2 separate regions of the Pan troglodytes genome follow, and region 1 is linked to region 2. A link is a contact called in public Hi-C data. All regions are on one chromosome and are shown on one strand. The core of a region is the stretch at or near the end of the contact, and the rest is flanking DNA. Distances in the headings are between cores, read along the strand shown.

The links. Hi-C and Micro-C count contacts between places; a contact is called where the count stands out from the background.
Region 1: a Hi-C map of stem cell-derived neural progenitor cells shows a contact between it and region 2, with 2.6 times the contacts expected there. The contact joins the promoter of MSX1 here to the enhancer-like site in region 2. A contact is called at or near these places in 3 of 7 Hi-C or Micro-C datasets (blood, induced pluripotent stem cells and stem cell-derived neural progenitor cells).

What each region holds. Positions count from the first base shown.
Region 1 is chr3:5,181,364-5,188,259 of NHGRI_mPanTro3-v2.0_pri, forward strand. It overlaps MSX1 (msh homeobox 1), which reads left to right and starts at 2,124. Exons shown (of 2, transcript NM_001195262.3): 1 at 2,124-2,827; 2 at 5,147-6,375. The coding sequence starts at 2,359. The coding sequence ends at 5,589.
Region 2 is chr3:4,804,423-4,810,736 of NHGRI_mPanTro3-v2.0_pri, forward strand. All of the region lies in intron 1 of STX18 (syntaxin 18), which reads right to left. Among named protein-coding and RNA genes, the nearest start is that of STX18, 60 kb to the right of the region's middle. Within about 2 kb of position 1,554, at least 14 of the 24 cell types and tissues checked have an H3K27ac peak or open chromatin away from gene starts, as enhancers often do. A contact at or near this core is called in stem cell-derived neural progenitor cells, where this site is marked.

The DNA.
Region 1 (6,896 bases), core at 874-3,373, 380 kb after region 2:
AGTTCGCCGTCCTGGAATCGCTTGAACCTGGGAGGCGGAGGTTGGAGTGAACTGAGATCGCGCCATTGCACTCCAGCCTGGGTGACAAGAGCAAAACTCCGTCTCAAAGAAGAGGAAGAGGAAGAAGAAGAAGAAGGAGGAGGAGGAGGAGGAGATGAGGAGGAGGAGGAGGAGAGGAGGAAGAGGAGGAGGAGGAGGAGGAGGAGAAAAAGAGGAAGAAAAAGAGGAAGAGGAAGAAGAAGAAGAGGAAGATGTTGTTGTTCGCTGTCCTGGCTGGGCTACCAGGAAGGTGTTTGCCCTACAGCCTTGCTCAGCCTCAGCGAGCTGAGCTTCAAAATTGGGTCTTAAGGTCTTCTATCCTTGTACCCTCTCGGGCAAACCTCCGGAGGCCCCGGTGCCACCGCGCGTCCAGCCGGCCCAACTCGAGCTAGAAGCTCCAACCACTGCCCAGTGCCTGAGTTGCAGTCTTGGGTCCTTTAGAAACCTGGAGATGCGCGTAAAATTCAGATGCAGGTATTCCCGAACTTCCCCAGGCCTCAGCATATCTCGACGGCCTGTGGACAGATGGGAGGCTACCAATCGCTCCGGCGTCCGCAGCCCGACCCCTGCCGCCAGACCCCGGACGTCTTCCGGATAATAAAGTTCCCGCTCTAATTCATTTTCCCTAATCTGGACGCCCCTAATCTACAGCTTTTATTGCGCCCAGTTAAAAGTCGAGGGAATTCGCTGTCCCTCCGCGCTCGGATAATTACCCCTAAATGGCCACGGCAGCCCCTTGTGTTTCCTGGAGATTAGAACCCCGCAGTCATCAATGGCAGGGCCGAGTGAGCCGCCAATCACCTCCGCTCACTCCCTGAGAGCCGCTGGCCTGGGCCGCGGGAGGAGAGGCCATAAAGCGACAGGCGCAGAAAATGGCCAAGCCCCGACCCCGCTTCAAGCAGATCTTGCATCTCCCCTGACCCCAACTCATTTTTTCTGTCTTTATTATTATTATTAACAGCAAACATTAAATCACGTTTTCTCCGAAACTGGCAAAAGAAGAGTTCTCAAGTCCCACACTAGAGTCCACCTCCAGGAACTTTCCTCTTTTCCCAGCCCCCTCCCCCAAATGTGCCTCTCCCCTCCAGGATCAGCGACCCAGAGATAGGGACATGTCATTGTTTCCAAGGACGCGTTGTTTGAGGTCACCTTAAGGCCAGATCGGTGTTTCATTGACGATTCTGTTGGTTTTATTTCAGTAAGTTCTATATCAAAAGGATCTGGCAGCTCCTTTCCCCGCCCGGGCGCTATAGGTGTTGTGACCCTTGGGACAGAAGTTCAGAGCGAGGGTGGGGGGGGGGGGGAATACACATCGTGTATGAAAACCGACTGCAGATTCTAGATAATCTTACGTATTCTCACATCCTTGGCACTACAGGAAGCTAGCTTCTTCCCGCAAGGTTTACTCCAGCTCTAAGTTAGAGACAAAGGCCCACTTTTACCTCGAGGTAAAGTTTAGAAGATTTCAGAACAGGAAGAAAATGAAGGTTTGGTTTTGTTTCGTTTCTTGAAAAGAAGTTAATAGTATGTCTTTCTCCTAGGATAAATAGCCATGCGTATTTTAAAATATATATATAAAAGGAATGTGTAAGAAATAACCTCAACTCAAATTATTGTGGTAGAAGAAGAGGGGGGGTCAGACAGTGGAGAGGGGCACAGGGAAACCCAGCCACAGACTAAAGAGAAAGGTAAAAGAAGCAGTAGAGGAGAGAAACAAGGACGGGGGAAAAAAAGAGGAGCGGAAAAGAGGGCTGAGGAGGGGAGGGGAGGAGAGGAGGGCAAAAGAGAAGGAACGAGAACAAGGGAAAATTCCCCGGGAACACAGAAAGATAGAGACCCAGGGGACTCCCGCAGAGAGGGCCTCTTGGGCTTCAGCGCAGAGGAAAGTTTCCCGGGCACCCCCTCTCCTCCCCTGCCCTCTGCCGCCTGGGCCCTGCCCTGCGTGCCCCCAGGCCCAGCGCGCCTCCGGGCGAGTCCCCAGGAGCGCGGCCCAATGGATCGCTCCGGGCCCGCCCCCTCGCGCGCTGATTGGCCGCCGCCCCGCTGGCCTCGCCTTATTAGCAAGTTCTCTGGGGAGCCGCGGTAGGGCCCGGAGCCGGCGAGTGCTCCCGGGAACTCTGCCTGCGCGGCGGCAGCGACCGGGGGCCAGGCCCAGCACGCCGGAGCTGGCCTGCTGGGGAGGGGCGGGAGGCGCGCGCGGGAGGGTCCGCCCGGCCAGGGCCCCGGGCGCTCGCAGAGGCCGGCCGCGCTCCCAGCCCGCCCGGAGCCCATGCCCGGCGGCTGGCCAGTGCTGCGGCAGAAGGGGGGGCCCGGCTCTGCATGGCCCCGGCTGCTGACATGACTTCTTTGCCACTCGGTGTCAAAGTGGAGGACTCCGCCTTCGGCAAGCCGGCGGGGGGAGGCGCGGGCCAGGCCCCCAGCGCCGCCGCGGCCACGGCAGCCGCCATGGGCGCGGACGAGGAGGGGGCCAAGCCCAAAGTGTCCCCTTCGCTCCTGCCCTTCAGCGTGGAGGCGCTCATGGCCGACCACAGGAAGCCGGGGGCCAAGGAGAGCGCCCTGGCGCCCTCCGAGGGCGTGCAGGCGGCGGGTGGCTCGGCGCAGCCACTGGGCGTCCCGCCGGGGTCGCTGGGAGCCCCGGACGCGCCCTCTTCGCCGCGGCCGCTCGGCCATTTCTCGGTGGGGGGACTCCTCAAGCTGCCAGAAGATGCGCTCGTCAAAGCCGAGAGCCCCGAGAAGCCCGAGAGGACCCCGTGGATGCAGAGCCCCCGCTTCTCCCCGCCGCCGGCCAGTGAGTAGCCAGAACCCAGGCGCAGAGGGAGGGGGCCGGGCGGGGTGTGGGACCCGAGGGCTCCTGGTGGCCTCCGGCGCCTGCGTACCTGCAGCCGGTGCTAGGGAACCGTGGGCTGCAAGGCCGGGTCTTGCGCCTCCCTCCACTCCCACCCAGGAAGAAGGTTCCAGACCTCCTCGCCTTGGCCCAGAGACGCTGCGGGTGGGAGTTAACGGATAGGACACCGATGTCTGGGCACCCTGTCCTCCTGCCCCCACCAAACGACCTCGGGGGTCCATGATCCCTCATCTGATCCCAAACTCTGTTTCATCGGCTTCACCCCAGCGGATGAATGTGTGTGGTGCGGTATCTTCCCTGCACCCGGAGTTTCACTTTCTCGCAGTAGGAGCTGGTGTCCCCCAGCCCCTCTTCCCTTTCAAGTACCTCTTTGCCTAGAGGTTCCGAAGCTCCTACAGAATTCTACCTCCCCATGCCCTTTGAGTTTGAGGCAGATAGTTGATGCTTTGGGCGGATGGATGATTCAGGGGTGGGGACATTCAGGTTCCAGTGAAGGGGGCGGGGCACCAAGTCAATTAGGGGAAGGCGCCCCCGCTAATCCTATGGGAAGCTCCCAAACGTCTAGGACTGAGCCATTAAAGTGGACTCCAGGTGCCCAAGGCGGTTCGCTTCAAGGCCTCACGGCCCCCTGGCTGCTCTACTCAGAGAACACGCTCGGAGATATTTCAGGAGCACGGGAAATTCCCAAGTTTTCCTCGTTTCCTCCGATTATTTTGCTCGGCATAATAGCAGCCAGATTTCAATGGCGTGATGCTGAGGAATGATTTTTATCTGGGGATTAAACGTCTTTGAAAGGCCAGTCCCTCCCTAAGCCTAATGGCCGGAGAAGGTGGCCCCGCTCTGGGTTGTCGCCGCTGAAGGGAGTGACGTTTCTCTCGGCGCCCGCCCCTCGGGCGGCCCGGCGGAAAGCTAGTTGGGGGCCAAGCGCTTCCCGGACTCCCGGTGGCCTCCAGCGGGGAAGAAGCGGGGTGTTAACACGAGATTTCGTTTGACTCACATCCTGGTGGTCTGAAAGTCCAAAGGATCGTTGTGTTTTCTTTGTGTTTTTTTTTGTTTGTTTGTTTTTTCTGTTTGTGGTTGTTTTTTAGAGAGGTGTGAAAAAATGCATACTTAGGCAAAACCCGCGTGGTGAAACATCTTCGATTTGAATTCACTTTCTGCCGGGAAAGCTGCTGCATAGGCAAAGTGTCCTTTCCAATGCTTAGGGCCTTGGGCCCCAAGACCCCGAAGTCAAAGCGATCCCGGCTGTGTTGGGATAATTTGTTCCACATTTTATCCAGGGGCAGTCCCCAGCAGACCCCATCCCCGACCTGCACTAGTCCTGCGCTCTGATGCTTCTTCACTGTCCACCCTTGAGGTTTATTTTGAAGCCAAAAGAAAAAGACAGCTGGGCATGTTGGTGTCTGCTGACTATGCCACAGGGTGAGGGGAGAGGCGATCTCAACACTCCCCCCGCAACAACATCAACACACACACACACACAAACGTTTGAGTGGGGCCAGAGGGCCCTGGCGCCAGGGGTGAACGCGATCCAACAGAGGACTGAGACAATCTAAAGAAAAAGCCCATTAGAATAAAGCAGCCCCTCGTTCTCCGCTCCAGATGACACTTTCTATTTCTAAGAGAGCTGGCCACAGTGCACCCTCCATGATGGTCTGCCCTGCTCCATCTCTGGTCTGCGGGAACTACTCCTAGAATCCCGTAGGAGCGAAGTGTTCCGGGGAAAGTATAGAATTTGATTTGGATTCTATGCCACAAAACTGCCTAGCCCCACACTGAAGCATTCCGTGGGCACTGATAAATGTTTGGCCAACGCGTAAAACTAAATGTGCCCTTGGGCTGGGCGCAGGGCCTCTTTCTGCATGTTTCGTCAACTGTATTAACATCCACCTTTCCTCTGGATGGCCCTGGGAGGAGGCCCGCCATGAAGGCCTTCCTAAGCCGCCGGGCAGCACAAAGGTGATTCCACATCTTCCCAGCTGTTTAGGCCTAAGATGTGGACATCGAGCCTTCAACATGGGTATTTTTCTCCTGGAATCTTAGCTTCTTCATTTGCAAAAAGTAGACAGGAACTTCTCCCCTGCGGGGTTGCAATGGGAATTGGAGAAAATATATTTCAAGTGCCTTGCGCGATGCCCGGCACCGAGGCACTTGGCGGCACTCAATATCTGGTATTGTTTGGCTATTATTACTACTTCTTGGGCTGATCATGCTCCAATGCTTCTCTCTTAACCCCTTGCTTTTTTTTCTTTCGGCCCTCAGGGCGGCTGAGCCCCCCAGCCTGCACCCTCCGCAAACACAAGACGAACCGTAAGCCGCGGACGCCTTTCACCACCGCGCAGCTGCTGGCGCTGGAGCGCAAGTTCCGCCAGAAGCAGTACCTGTCCATCGCCGAGCGCGCGGAGTTCTCCAGCTCGCTCAGCCTCACTGAGACGCAGGTGAAGATATGGTTCCAGAACCGCCGCGCCAAGGCAAAGAGACTGCAAGAGGCAGAGCTGGAGAAGCTGAAGATGGCCGCCAAGCCCATGCTGCCACCGGCTGCCTTCGGCCTCTCTTTCCCTCTCGGCGGCCCCGCAGCTGTAGCGGCCGCGGCGGGTGCCTCGCTCTACGGTGCCTCTGGCCCCTTCCAGCGCGCCGCGCTGCCTGTGGCGCCCGTGGGACTCTACACGGCCCATGTGGGCTACAGCATGTACCACCTGACATAGAGGGTCCCAGGTCGCCCACCTGTGGGCCAGCCGATTCCTCCAGCCCTGGTGCTGTACCCCCGACGTGCTCCCCTGCTCGGCACCGCCAGCCGCCTTCCCTTTAACCCTCACACTGCTCCAGTTTCACCTCTTTGCTCCCTGAGTTCACTCTCCGAAGTCTGATCCCTGCCAAAAAGTGGCTGGAAGAGTCCCTTAGTACTCTTCTAGCATTTAGATCTACACTCTCGAGTTAAAGATGGGGAAACTGAGGGCAGAGAGGTTAAGAGATTTATCTAAGGTCCCCAGCAGAATTGACAGTTGAACAGAGCTAGAGGCCATGTCTCCTGCATAGCTTTTCCCTGTCCTGACACCAGGCAAGAAAAGCGCAGAGAAATCGGTGTCTGACGATTTTGGAAATGAGAGCAATCTCAAAAAAAAAAAAAAAAAAAAGAAAAGAAAAAAAAAAAAAGAGACTAGCCAGCCAGGGAGATGCATCCTAGCTTCTTCCATTGGAAAATTTAAGACAAGCTCAACAACAAAACATTTGCTCTGGGGGGCAGGGAAAACACAGATGTGTTGCAAAGGTAGGTTGAAGGGACCTCTCTCTTACCAGTACCAGAAACACAATTGTAAAATTAAAAAAAAAAAAACAAAAACTCTTTCTATTTAACAGTACATTTGTGTGGCTCTCAAACATCCCTTTGGAAGGGATTGTGTGTACTATGTAATATACTGTATATTTGAAATTTTATTATCATTTATATTATAGCTATATTTGTTAAATAAATTAATTTTAAGCTACAAAAATTATCTCTTTACTGATTGAGTCTTATTTTAATTTTGCTTCTTGCCATCTCTTTATGTGTACAGTTGCTTTTCAGTTTGACGGTACTTTTACGACAGCAACTTTGAAAGGTGATAACAGGGTATGCAGGGATAGAGGGGGGTGTCTTTTTGAACACACACGACAGATCTGCATTAGGAAAGTCAAGTGGAGAGTTGAAGTAATTACCTAGGATAATTAGGCTCAATTTTCCAATTCACTTTAAGCTGAAATCGACACTTACTCGGGCAACCTATAACCAACTCTTGCTTTCTTTCTCTCCTTTTAACCTGTCTATGAAAACAAAGCAAATTGCCCAAATGGTTTGATGAGTGTGGACAGCTAATCCAGACAATTCCCACCTCCGCAAATCTGTTTTTCCCACGGGAGGCCAGGTGGGGGATGGAAGCGATTGCGTTGCCTCTCTAAATTACCCCCAGTGTAGACGCGGTTTGTGGAACTAATTTTGAGCTGCCAGAATATAAGAACCTTCTCACCCCCTATT
Region 2 (6,314 bases), core at 304-2,803:
AAATTCTCCATAAAACCCATCTACCATAAAACCAAATTAATTATAAAACAGCAGTATGGTCCCTACATGAGATGCATTTGACAGGGGGAAAAAAAAGACTCTCTTACATTATCTGCTCTTATACACATAAAGGTTTTACTAGGAAACACCAAACAAAACAACACAGCATCCCAATAGGCAAACAGGTCTCCTGTGAGAGCTGGTCCTATCAGTGGATCTACACAGTTGACATGGACTCAACACCAGGAACTATTAACATGGATGAAAGTCCCATAAGCATATTACCTAGTGGGGAAAAACTGAGACAAAACAGAGGTTGCCCAAAGCATGTATGGTGTGACCCATATGCGTGAAACATAGGAAATGCACACCTAGAGCTGTATACATACATAGAGGGGAATCTAAAAGACTGCTCATCAAGGTATCAATGATTGTAGGTGGTAAGATTTGGAGACTGCTTTCTTCTTCATACTTTTTGCACTTTAAAATTTTTCTACAGTTACTACGTAAAATCCTTATAATCAGATAAAACATGTTATTAAACAATCAAAAAGGGTGAATCTTCCCACATACTTCCTTGACTAAAACTGTACATTACCTTCCCCTTTAACCCAGGATAAGCCCACATCCTCATGCCCAAGGCCCGCCAGTGCCCTACGCTCTGCTGCTGTCTCCAGACGCAAAGCCCTCCCTGCTTCCCAATCCTGTCTTCTGACTCACTCCTATGCGTGAGGCTCTGCTCAGGTGTTACACCTCCTAAAGGCTTCCCTGCTATCTCCAGGCCAGGTTAAGGATCCATCTTGCAAATATATCCCTTGCAGAGATGTCACCATCTTGTGAGTTTTTGAATTGTTTTCATGTCTCCCTGACATAAGCTGCTGAGGCATCTGCCTAGCCCAAAGTGGCTCCTCAATAATTATTTAATGCTCCACATGGGATTTTCTTTTTTTAAAAAACTTTTTGAATTGATTTTCTATCCCCTTCAAGAATCAGTAATAGGGTAAAATAAACTCCAAACATACTAAGGCAGCCACATACTTCCCATTATCCACTAGATGGCAACACAAGTATTAGAGCAGCAGTAATAACAGGACCTCTCAAAAACAGCACAATTTTTTCCCAAGGACTTTAAAAATTTCTCTGATTCTTTTGATCTGGAATCAAAGGATTAATAAAGGTTCACCATTCTGTGCAGGAGGAAGCTGAAATGAGATTGTTTTTAAGCATACATATGCACTACGGATGAGTTGAGTCCAGGAATATTCTGAAACACTGCACTCTAGGCAGATTCCACACAAAGGGAGCTCTGGGAGCATGGCTGCCAGCTGCCATCCCAGGCGGCAGGCCCAGCTTTGTTTTTATGTGTCACCCACAGAACAGCCTTGCTAGCTGTTCCTTCGTGGGTGTTTTGTGAATTACCCAAAGCACGATATACTGTACAACAAAAACCCTGGTACAAAATGATGGGATTCTTCTCAAAGAGCGACCGCATTCTGACTGTGGGGAGAGTTCAAAGCAGTCGGCAAGTGTCCTTTGCTGATCACAGCAGTGGTTTGACTTGCAAACCCCCTCACCCTTCCCAGGATGATAGAAATTCTGTTCTGCTGGCACTCACAACACTTCCAACAAAGACCTGATTGATTATGGAACACTAAGTACTGATTTGCATAATTTGCCTCTGCAAGAAACAAGCATTGTTCAAGATTAAAGAGACTCCAGTAGGTCCCTCTGGCATATTGTAAAAAGTTCCCTGTAACACAAAATCATTATTTTTTTTTCATTCAATCAGTGGACACAGCTTGCTGTTCAGTTAGTATGCAGCCAAAGGCACAGCCAGAAAAACCACTGCTGTATGTTTGCCAACTATTGACAAGTTAAAGTGATTTTTCACAAGGATCATGTACCCAAGTTTAATTTGGAGCCCATTGACTAAATTCCGAGTCTAACTCCTTTCACTCTTAATTGAAAAATGCATCAATAGCAATTACTAAGTCAGAGCTAAAAGTTCAGAACTAACACACCTCTGGAGCATGTTGACCTGCTGATGTCACAGTGGGGACTGTCTGAGTCCTATCCCTGTGCAAAAGAAGCTCCCCAGTGACCAATCACCCACAAAAGAGGCTAGCACAGCCACAGATATTCCACTGTGCTCAGGACCACAGCAGCAAGTTTGTTGAGGGAATACATAAAGGAACTGTTCCTTTCTCGCTTTCTTCTTTTCTTTCAGCAGTTGTTGAGTAAGCAACTCCTGTCACTTTCCCCCAATTCCCACTGAGGGGGACACTCTTCACCAGGCCTCACCAAACTCGGATGGCTCTCCTCCCTGCTCCTGCCTCCTCCTTCCTTGTCCCCTCCTGAAGCACTAGCCTCCCTCGGGTTCCAGAACACCACTGTCTCTAGGCTCTTTTCTAAAACCTATAACTCCTTTTCTTCACCTTCATTCATTCCCTCTCTGCCTTTGTTAATCTCTGAAACTTCTTGTAAGTTCAGCCCTTGGCTCTTTCTTTACATGTTCTTGCTAAGCTCACTCATTCCAATCCATAGCTTTATTTACTGTCTACATGAATTGTCCACCCAGCCGCTGCCTCCCTCCTGTGTTCAAGCTGAGTGTATCCAAATGCTTTTTAGATACTGCCACTGTGTGTCCCACTGACGCCTCAAAAGCAATATGTCCCAACGGTATCCTCATGCAGCCACTCACACCCTCTGGCTTACTCCTAGTCCCTCCTGTTCTGACGGCCCCAAAGAGAAAGTCTTCATCCTTTCTAGATTCCAAGTTAGAACACCTTGGCCATTTTACACTCTTCTCTCTTTTTCGCCCTACAAATGAAATTGGTCAGTCAGTCCCATCCACTCACCTTGTTAAACATTGGCTAAAGGAGCCAGCTCCATCTACCAGCTTCTGTTCCTGCACTTCCTGCAACCACCTGCGTGCCAGACCACAGAGCCTTTTCCTTAAGCAAGCCTGCTCTTCTCTGCCCTGCACTCTGGCACCTGCTTCTCTCTGCCCAGAATGTCTTCATTCCCATCACTCAACTTCTACTCAAAATTGCGGGCCCAAGGAGGCTTTAAAATATAGTATTCTGGGTTCACTTTCCACCTTCCTTGAGGCAAGCTGTAAGTGATAAATGTTAGCTGAATATATCAAGTTCTTTATTCCATCAGTCTGGAAATCTTACCAGAAAAAATAAGTAAGGCCATCTTAACCTAGGAAAAGTATAATCAATAGCTAAATAACCTATTGCTAAGAACCAATACTAATCTTACGGGACTGCGGCTTCCAGAATTCAGCATATGTCTTTTTAGAGACAGAAGGAGAGAAAACATGTGCACAAAAGAGGAGACTGACTTTTCTAGACCCAACCTTCTTACTGCAGAGAGTCTCAAGTAACAGACAATGAGGCTGGTTAACAGGGGGGCATCGGTGGTTAACACTAGGTAGGTGGATTTAGCAGTCTAATTTCTCATATTAGCAACTAACTTTCTAACAACCTGGAACGTATAGCTTCCTTTCTAATATTAAGCCCCTATCATCTTTAAAGAAACCCAGAAATTAAAAAAACAAAAACCTAGAATCTTAGTGTTGATGACACAAAGAATTCATGATTTAATTTCAAAAGTTGAGTGGCACCTTATAATGCTTAAGATTCCCATTAAACTCAATGCAACTTCCATTTTAAAAGACTTCTAGGACTCTTACACCCATAGAAAAAAACAAATGTTTATTATGTACTCAACTCTTCCTCCTCACTCCTTCTTCCAGCCCCAACTTACTAACTTCAATCTAATTAAACATCTTCATTCCCATTCTTCTAGTTCCCCAAACTACAATTATTTGGCATTACTGAACACATTCCCACTATTTCTGAAGCTCTGTCCACTCCCGGTTTACCTGACCTTACTATTAGCCTAGAACAGGCTAGATGACACACAGAGCAGTGACTACCTCCCTGCTTGGATGGTTAAGACTAGCAAGGATCTAGAAGACACCTGCTTTGCCAAAAGAGCAGCATGACAGGGCACCCACTGCCTCTCCCTGGCCATCCATTTCACCTCAGACAGTAAAAAGTTCTTTCTTACTCTGAATCGAGGTCAGCTACTGTGATCTACTCCACCTGAGTCTTCTCTCTTCTCCAAGCTAATCATTCCCAATCCTCTCAGAAATTTTTTTTTTTCCTTTTTGAGACAGAGTGTCGCTCCTGTTGCCCAGGCTGGAGTGCAGTGGCGTGATCTCAGCTCACTGCAACCTCCACCTCCCAGGTTCAAGTGATTCTCCTGCCTCAGCCTCCCGAGTAGCTGGGACTACAGGTGCGTGCCACCATGCCCGGCTAATTTTTTTGTATTTTTAGTAGAGATGGGGTTTCACCATGTTAGCCAGGATGGTCTTGATCTCCTGACCTCGTGATCCGCCCACCTTGGCCTCCCAAAGTGCTGGGATTACAGGTGTGAGCCACCGTGCCCGGCCCCTTCCTCTCAGGAATTTTTTATATGAAATACATCTGTGGCTTCTGGCCATACTTACTACCTCTGAATATAGTTCATGGGCCTCCCAAATAAAATAACAGTTTCCAGAATAGAATCAATACTCTCTGTGTCAGCAGGAAGTGCAGAGGAAAACAGAACCATTGCTTCCCTTGTTCCAGACTCTGGGCTTCTAGTAATGCCACTTAAGGGCATGCTCACTTTCATGTCACTGAGTCGAGCTGAATTTACATCGACTAAAATGACTTTTTCCATGAGTGCTGCTGATAAACTAGGTCTTCATTATATGCACATTTTTCCTGGCCTCCTGTTATTTGCAATTCTGATCATTATGGCATTAAAGACATCTATAACGAAAAATCATCATTCAAAAAATGAGATGAAAATGGGATATAAAAAGTAGCAAAGAACCAGAGACCCCTCCCTGTAGACAGCCAGCTCAACTAGTCATGAACACCCTAAGGGTCTATTTTAAAAACATTTCCTCCACAAAAACATCACGGAGAGGCTTTGCTAACTACTGCCGTCTAAAAACAAATATTCTCCTCCCTTACCTGCCTAACAACCCAATCCAAAACTACACAATAGGCTGGAAAGACATGGCTCAGGCTTCTGAATCCCTGCCGGTTAATAATGACTACTTTCTTTTCTGTGTGCTTGGAAAACTTTCTTTCATTTGTTCACTTGACAAATATGTAAGACCCAGCATGGGCCAGGCACATTAAGGAAGGAGGTAATAAAGAGGAAGGGAGGAGGGAGAACAGAACAAGAAGTTCCAACCCAAGCATCCGACCCAACTTCGCACTGCTTTGCGTTTCAATCCAAACCCCATCTGGTCTGGAGGCTGTGTGTGGAGAGTGTGCATGCATGCTGCATTCTTCTGAGTCTCCATACTGCAAAGGATGAAACCAGGTAAAACAGACCTGGGTTCAGATCCCAGCTCTGCCACTTACTAGTGACATGGCTTTGTGTCACTTAACCTCTTCCAGCCTTCATCTCTGAGGTATAAACTTGAGACAATAATAATGCTGAAGGTGACTACAGGTCACTGATGAAAATAATGTCTGTGAAGAGTCTGACACTGTGTCTGGCACACAGTAGGTGCTCAACTACTCTAAGTTTTCTTCTTCATTTCATCACTATTTCAGTCTCACCCATAGGGCAAGGTGAACTTTAGTGCATAAGGTGAAAAGCATACACAATTCAAATGACAATTTTAAAAGGCCACAAGGCCACTCTGGACTTCAACACATTCTTGCAATGGGTTCAAACCAGCCAGTGCCCCCAGCCCAGTGTTGGAAAAGACTGCCATTTCTTCAGTTGTGAATCAAAGGAAGTGGCTGGTTTGAGTTTAGGAGACATGATGGCAGTGAAAATGCTAGACTCGCAGGCAGTAAGCAAGATACTCTTAGTAGAAGAGGCCCTAGGGAACAAAACCAATGATGGGAACGGCAGATTCGCAAGCCCCATCTCGCCCTCACCCCAGAGCTCACACACGCTGGGTGGACGGCAGGCACTGCTGAAACAGGCATTTCTTTTCTGCCAAGCACACATAGATAACCTCCTACCATTAGGTTTCTGTGGGATGCACCTACAGCGTGCAGCCTGTCCCTGCCCTGCCCCCTATGCGCTCTCCTCCATATCTTTTCTCCTGCTCCCAAAGCTCTCCTTTTTCTCGATGCTACTGGTACTTTCCTGCACAGAACAGTCTTTGACTCACCACACACTTTTTCTGGGATCACTGCTTATACTAGAATTCCATGAGCAGCCTATATCCTTTGCTCTCTTAGAAGTACGAGTGGTGGATGGTCAGCACGCAGGCAGAGGGCGGG